Linked DNA regions of Sus scrofa: region 2 is linked to region 1. A link is a contact called in public promoter capture Hi-C data. All regions are on one chromosome and are shown on one strand. The core of a region is the stretch at or near the end of the contact, and the rest is flanking DNA. Distances in the headings are between cores, read along the strand shown.

Region 1 (3,821 bases), core at 1,103-3,602:
TGGCCTATGCCACACCAGGTCCAAGCCGCGTCTGCGACATACACCACGGTTCATGGCAATGCTGGATCCTTAACCCACTGAGCAAGGCCAGGGATCGAACCCGTGTCCTCATGGATGCTAGTTGGGTTCGTTAACCTCTGAGCCACGATGGGAACTACAGAAAAATTAAAAATTTTAACATTTTAATGAGCCCTTGATAAAAACTGGTATCCTAGCCCATAAAATAAATTATAGACTATATTGTGCTTGTATAAAAGAATTCGGTTCTTGGAGTTCCCTAGCTTGGGAACCTCCATATGCCATGGGTGAGCCCTAAAAAGACAAAAAAAGAAAAGAATTTAGTTCTTAAAGATAGCAGAAGCATGCTTAAAGACATCCCTAGCTCTGATTTGCCATCTCCATATAAGAATTGTAGATAAAGGGCACAGAACTGATTTCCATGTCCAAACTTGCCTAGTTTACAAAGAAACCCAAAGAAAGAAAATACATTCTTCCTTAGCTAATCATTGGCAGAGTTAGAAAAGTCAGCGGACTTGCTGGCAAAGAGAAATGGTCAAAATGTAGCTTTATTTGTCTAAAGGACCTGGCCCTTTCTTCTGAAGGTACATGGACTGACTGACTGACTGCATTGACAAATCTCCTGGGTCACTATTTACTTTGGTAGAATTTCTATCAACAATTTTAATAGTAACAATAAACATTTTTTAAGTAATGTAATTAATCTTCCTAAAAATCCTATCAAGTAGCTACTATTATCCCCATTTTATAGATAAGGAAACTGAGATAAATATGTTAATTGCCCAAGGTCACCATTAGGTAATCAAGCCAAGATTCAAAGGAGTCTGGCTTCAAAATCCGTGTTCATTACGTTCAGAATGGATAAGCAATGGGGTACTACTGTACAGCCTAGGGAACTATGTCCAACTTCTTGGGTTAGAACATGATGGAAGATAGTATGAGAAGACAGTATAGTAAGAATGTGTATATATGTATGACTGGGTCACTATGCTATACAGCAGAAATTGACACAACACTGCAAATCAACTATGCTGTAATAAAAATAAAATTCATATTCATATCCACAACATCGCTTCTCCTATTTGAAGAAAATGTCAGAATTTTTCATTCCTGATAAACTCCTCTTTTTCATTTAATCCTAATTCATTAACCCTAAGCCTCAGTTTATTATGGCAAAATACCAGAAAATTTAAAGTAGTTTTCAGTACATTTAAGTGCTCTGCTTATCTTAAAAGGCAGCCAAAATTGTCTTAAAGCCAGTAGCTCAAGTAGCGTTGGCTGATTTAGTAATTGTTGCGTCCTTTTGGAGAAAGGATATTGGAATCAATACCCTAGCCTTTTCATTTACAAAACACTTGTTACAATCTACCTTTCAAAACTCCTACTTTTGGAGTTCCCGTCGTGGTGCAGTGGTTAACAAATCTGACTAGGAACCATGAGGTTGAGGGTTCGATCCCTGGCCTCGCTCAGTGGGTTAAAGATCCAGCGTCGCCGTGAGCTGTGGTGTAGGTCGCAGACGCGGCTCGGATCCTGCGTTGTTGTGGCTCTGGTGTAGGCTGGCAGCTACAGCTCCGATTCGACCCCTAGCCTGGGAACCTCCATATGCCGCAGGAGCGGCCCAAGAAATGGCAAAAAGACAAAAACAAAAACAAACTCCTACTTTTGGGAGTTCCCTTAGTGGCGCAGCGAAAACGAATCCAACTTGGAACCATGAGGTTGCGGGTTCAATCCCTGGCCTCCCTCAGTGGGTTAGGATCCGGCGTTGCCATGAGCTGTGGTGTAGGTCGCAGATGCGGCTCTGATCTGGTGTTGTGGCCGCGGTGTAGGCCAGCAGTTACAGCTCTGATTAGACCCCTAGCCTGGGAACCTCCATATGCTGTGGGTGTGGCTCTAAAAAGACCAAAAAAAAAAACAAACAAAAAAAAAAAAACTTACTTTGTAAAGTGTGGGGTCCTGAGCCTCTAGAACAGATGTGTTTCAAGATAAAGTGTCCAAAATAGAGGCAAAAAGAATTGTATGTGTGCCTATGCTCGTTTTTTGTGAGGGGAATTTATGCCTTGATAATTTCAGTCTAAATTATATACTCCAAAAATAAGACAATCGAGGGTTAACCTAAGTCTCAGCTACCTTCCAGTGGTGTGAACAATCTCTGTGGCATTGGAATATTATTTAATACCTCACGTTTTCCTACATTCCTTCCTGAGAAAAGGAAGTCAGTAGTAACACCGCAGTGGGCTACATTGCCAACAGGAAAGCAAAGGTTGTTTCTCACACAGTTGCCCTTCGCGTATCAAAAATCCCTCGACCTGGGGGACAGGAAGGTGTCGGCTATCTAAGGACTACACGGCTCGGAGCAGAGTTCCTGCCAGGCCAGCGCGTCGCGTTCTGAATTCTTACCCTTATTTAGACCTTGTCACCACCCTTCCCGGGGAACAGCCGGACGGCTCACTGGTAGGAAGTGACTACAGGCAGCTCCTGACCCGGAATCGGATCCTGGCCCCGCCCCCTCCGCCAGGCTTCCTTCTGCAACAGGCGTGGGTCACGCTCTCGCTCGCTCTCTTTCTGCCGCCATCTTGGTTCCGCGTTCCCCGCACAGTAAGTGCTGTCTTCGCCACTACTTTTATCCGCAGCCATCCGCCTTTCTTGCTGGCTGAGCCGTCCCGAGGACTATCAGCTAAGGCGAACTGGAGGTTTTATGGGGCCACCGGGTTCCTACTCTGCCCTGGGCAGTGTGGCCTTGGGGCCCCCGGACAAAATGGGGTCTGCTGTTTATATCCTGGCAGTAGGGCAGAAAGGCCGTGAGCCGGGAGTCCAGGGCTGGGTAAATGGGAGCCATTGCGGCTGTGGGGATGGAAGTGGGGTGCGTCTGCTGTTGGAAACGGCTTCACGAGGACCCAGAGGAGGTTGAGGGGTCATAGCGTTGGAACATTCCCCCCCAACACACACACACCCTTCTTTAGTGTGACAAGTGAATATTGGGACTGAGGTCACCTTTCCTCTCCTGGTTCCCGAAAGTCGGGCAGACGGGAGTCCTGGAGGTCGTGACCCAGGAGAGGGGGTGAGGAGGGAGAGGTGGTTCAGTATAGCGTCTTCCGTCTCCCATGCTAGGGAGCCTGACGGGGATTCTCTCCCTCGGATTGAGAATGCAGCGATGATTGCTGCTCTGTAGGATTTGGAGTGTTGAATGAAACAAATTCCTGGGTACTGAGAAATCCGCTTTGTGGGAGTGAAAAAGCGATAATAGAAGGTGATTCTCTTCATCAGAGGATTACGTCGTATTTCTCACCAGTGTGGGGAGGGTTCTCCCGAACACCCGTCTTATGCAAAATTTTAAAGAGTATTTGACTGGGTTGGGCAGCAGAACGGATCCGAGTCAATTCAGGCCTCCTTTTTATTCCCTTCCTTCAGAAATGCCCGGTGAAGCCACAGAAACCGTTCCTGCTACAGAGCAGGAGTTGCCACAGCCCCAGGCTGAGACAGGTAGGTTCCCCTAGATCCTTGTTAATTAAGATTGACCCTAAAACCATTTGGTGGTAACATGACGAAGACAATACACTTCAGTCTTTTAGTGTTAACTCTATTAAAGACGGGGAGCACCTGATAGTGAATGTCTTGAAGGGACTTCCTTAGGGAGTGGAATAAAGTATATTTGAGATTCAAGAGTATTAAAAGCTCCCTGGCCTGCTTTGTATATTATGGCACCTACCTCAAAGGGAGTTGTGCTATGGAACCCTCCCCCCACATAGGAAAACGGAGCAGGGAAGAGGCTCAGTGATCCTTACTTATTGAAACTAGGTGACCCA
Region 2 (3,735 bases), core at 940-3,439, 250 kb before region 1:
CCCATGCACACAGCCCGTCGTCCTCGGTGCTGGTGGCGCTGCCAGGTTGGAAAGGCGTTGGTGAGTGTGACGTAGCGGTCGATGCTGAGGCACACCAGGAAGAAGATACTGCTGTACATGTTGACGAAATAGAAGTAGTGAGTGAAGCGGCAGGAGAAGCTGCCCCAGAGCCAGGTGTAGTCCAGCGTGACCTCCAGCATCCACACGGGCAGAGACAGGACGATGCCCAGGTCTGCGATGGCCATGTTGAGGACGTAGGGGCGCAGCAGGCCTGCGCGGTCCGAGCTGTGCCAGTTGACGCAGATCACCAGAAGGTTCTCCACCAGCCCGACGACGAAGATGGCCAGGTAGAGCACGAAGAGGGCCACTCGCTTGGTGTCCTCGCTGAGCTCCATGTGGCACTCAGGCAGGGTGTGATTGAAGAAGTGGAGCAGTTCGGTCCAGTTGTGGATCTCTCCCAAGTCGCTGGCAGGCCCCACGCTGGGCCCCGTGGTGGACATGAGGACCAGCAAGTGTCTGGTGGGAAGAAGGGAGGGTTGGAAGAGAAAGGGGGCCTTGAAAGCAGCCACCTGTCCCCAAGCTGGTAGGCCACAGGGACCTGGAGGCTTTGGGGAAAGAGTCTGGGTCAGAAGAGGGGAGAAATGGAAGGAAGCGTAACATTCAAACTGTGCGTCAATAGTACACAACTCACTGGCAGCTTTGACCCAAGAGCAGAAGTGTTTTGATAAGGGGTCTCAGTGCTTTCTTCCCAGTCCCGGCCAATGCCACCCTCCTCCAGCCCAGGGGGCTCAACCGCCACTTCTCTCCTGGCACTTCACCCCTTGGCCGTTTCATACAGCCTTCCTTAGGGGCTCTTTCTGTGTCAGGCTATTTGGGCCTTGTGTGTGACTGACGCGCACACACACACACACACACACACTCTTTCAGTTCATCTTTGGAAACATCTGTGGCTTATGCAGGAAAACCAGTTGTCTCCAGGCCCCACTCACTCCCTTCTTCCCTGAGAAAGGGCGACTCTCACCTGAGCCGGTGGTAGGAGAACCTCTGGTCCTGAAGGGTGGGCAGGTCTGGACTGTTGGGGAGCTGCAATGAGGCTGGAGGGACTGTGGCTGTGGGGCTGGCTTTGCTTCGGACTTCAGGGCCGCCCCTCTCATCCGGAAAGCAGTATTACTGGCTGAGGCTCTGTGGGAGAGGGTCAGGGCTTTTCCTGCCTTCCCCCAATCCAGTTAGAGGGGAAATCACAGCAAAAGATCCAGTGTGGCGGTGACAGGGAGGAGTCAGGCTGCAAGCATTAAAATCCAGACTCTTGCAGCTCTGTGAGTTTATCTCTTTTAACCTCAGTTCTGTCTTCTGCAAAATGGGACAACAGTAGTATCTACTAATAGAGGTGTTCCAAGAATTAAATGAGCTATTCAGGTGATGTGCTGAGCAGAAGGCTGGCCCTGTGGTAAATGCTTTACATATGCATTTTACCCTCTCTAAATCAGATTGGAATCCCACTCTCCTATGTCTGTCTGGATTCTCACCAAAGCAGAACTGGCTGGGGGTGGGAGGGCTAAAAGAAATCTGAAAATTAGAATTGTTATCACTCTGACACTTCTACTCAATGGCACCCCTGGCATTCCCCAGCCTTCATCTTGCAATCCAAAGTGAGAATCTAGAGAGAGGTAAGACTGAATGCAGTGTGGTGGAAAGGGCAGTGCTGAGCTTCAGGGAGACTCCTGGATGGGGAGAGGAAGGACGGGAGAGAGAGAGACACACACACACAGCACACAGACCAAGCTTAGAGAGAGAGACAGACACATGCCTCTCTCTCCCTCCAAGCCAAGGAGAAGGCTCGGAGCCCCCAATTTGTGTTATTGGTGAGCATCTTGTGTCAGCATGGCTCCTGCTGCTCAGAGCACTTTCACCTTAGTTATTTGATCCCTGGGGAACTCCTGTGGGAGGGGAGGATGGGGTTCCTTATTCAGAGACCTTGCCTGTCCCCCACAGGCCACACTGAGAAGAGAGCAGAGCCACCTGGACCTGGGCCCATGTTTTGTAGGCTGTAGGGCTGGGAGTGTGTTGGCTGGAGAGGCTTGGATATATATAAATTTAATTAAGGTGAAATCCCTATGACAGTATTAACCATTTTAAAGTTTACAATCTGGTGGCATTTAGTTCATTCACATTGTTATGCAACCACCACTTTTATCTAAGTCCAAAATATTGTCATCACCCCAAAAGGAAACCCCACACCCATTAAGCACTCACTCTCGAATCCCATCTCCCCTCAGCTCCTGGCGATCAACCAGCTACTCTGCTTTCTGTCTCTCTGGATTTACCTATTAAGGATATTTGATATAAATGGAATCACATATATGACCTTTGCACCTTTTCTTCCACTTAGCATAATATTTAAAAAAAATTTTTTTTTGTCTTTTCTAGGGCCGCTCCCATGGCATATGGAGGTTCCCAGGCTAGGGGTCTCATCAGAGCTGTAGCCACCAGCCTACGCCAGAGCCATAGCAACATGGGAGCTGGGCCGCGTCTGAAACCTACACCACAGCTCACGGCAATGCTGGATCCTTAACCCACTGAACAAGGCCAGGGATCAAAACTGCAACCTCATGGTTCCTAGTCGGATTCGTTAACCACTGAGCCATGACAGGAACTCCTATTTTTAAAAATTTTAATTGAAATCTAGTTGACTTACAATGTTTTGATAGTTTCTGGTGTACAGCAAAGTGGTTCAATTATATTTATTCTTTTTCATATTCTTTTCCATTATGGTTTATTATTAGGATATTAAATATAGTTCCTCATTAAAAAATTAAAAATTTTGTTAAAGTATAGTTGATTTAGGAGTTCCCATCATGGCTCAGCAGTTAATGAACCCGACTGGTATCCCTGAGGACACAGGTTTGATCCCTGGCCTTGCTCAGTGGGCCTTGCTGGCTTTGCTGTGAGCTGTGGTATAGGCCGGCAGCTGTAGCTCCAATTCAGTCCCTAGCCTGGGAACCTCCATGTGCCATGAGTGTGTCCCTAAAAAAACAGACAAAAAGAAAAAATAGTTGATTTATAATGTTGTGTTAATTTTTGTAGGACCTTGTTTATCTATTTTATATATAATATATAATTTGTAGTTTGTATCCACTAATCCCATACTCCTAATTTATCCCTTCCCAATCTCCTTTCTCCTTTGGTAATCATAAATTTGTTTTCTATGTCTGTGAGTCTGTTTCTGTTTTGTAAATAAGTTCATTTGTATCATATTTTATATTCCACATTTAAGTGTTATTTGTTATAACATGTTGTCTTTGATTCATTTCACTTAGTATGATAATCTCTAGGTCCATCCATGTTGTGGCGAGTGGCATTATTTCATTCTTTTTTATGGCCGAGTAATATTCCATGTGCACGTGCGTGCGCGCGCGTGTGTGTGCGCGTGTGTGTGTGTATCATCACATGTTTATCCACTCATCTGTTGATAGATATTTAGATTGCTTCCATTTCCTGGCTATTGTAAATAGTGCAGTTATGAGCATTGGAGTGCACTGTATCTTTTTGATTTAGAGTTTTTCTCCAGATAATGTCCAAGACTGGGACATATGGCCATATGCTGGGTCATATGGCAGTTCTATTTTTATTTCTTTTAAGGAACCACTGTACTGTTTTCCACAGTGGCTGCACCATTTCCCACCAACAGGGTAAGAAGTTTTCTTTTCTCCACTCCCTCACTAGCATTTATTATTT

Evidence for each region. Promoter capture Hi-C pulls out the DNA fragments that hold promoters and counts their contacts.
Region 2: a promoter capture Hi-C map of liver shows a contact between it and region 1, with 10 times the contacts expected there. The contact joins the promoter of GPR182 here to the promoter of NACA in region 1. A contact is called at or near these places in 2 of 5 promoter capture datasets (fetal liver and liver), 1 of 47 Hi-C or Micro-C datasets (liver) and 1 of 2 datasets of contacts at active chromatin or transcription factors (alveolar macrophages).

The regions. Positions count from the first base shown.
Region 1 is chr5:22,056,627-22,060,447 of Sscrofa11.1, reverse strand. It overlaps NACA (nascent polypeptide-associated complex subunit alpha), which reads left to right and starts at 2,352. Exons shown (of 9, transcript XR_002343981.1): 1 at 2,352-2,613; 2 at 3,401-3,498.
Region 2 is chr5:22,301,922-22,305,656 of Sscrofa11.1, reverse strand. It overlaps GPR182 (G-protein coupled receptor 182), which reads right to left and starts at 2,189. Exons shown (of 2, transcript XM_003126290.4): 1 at 1,022-2,189; 2 at 1-516. The coding sequence starts at 500.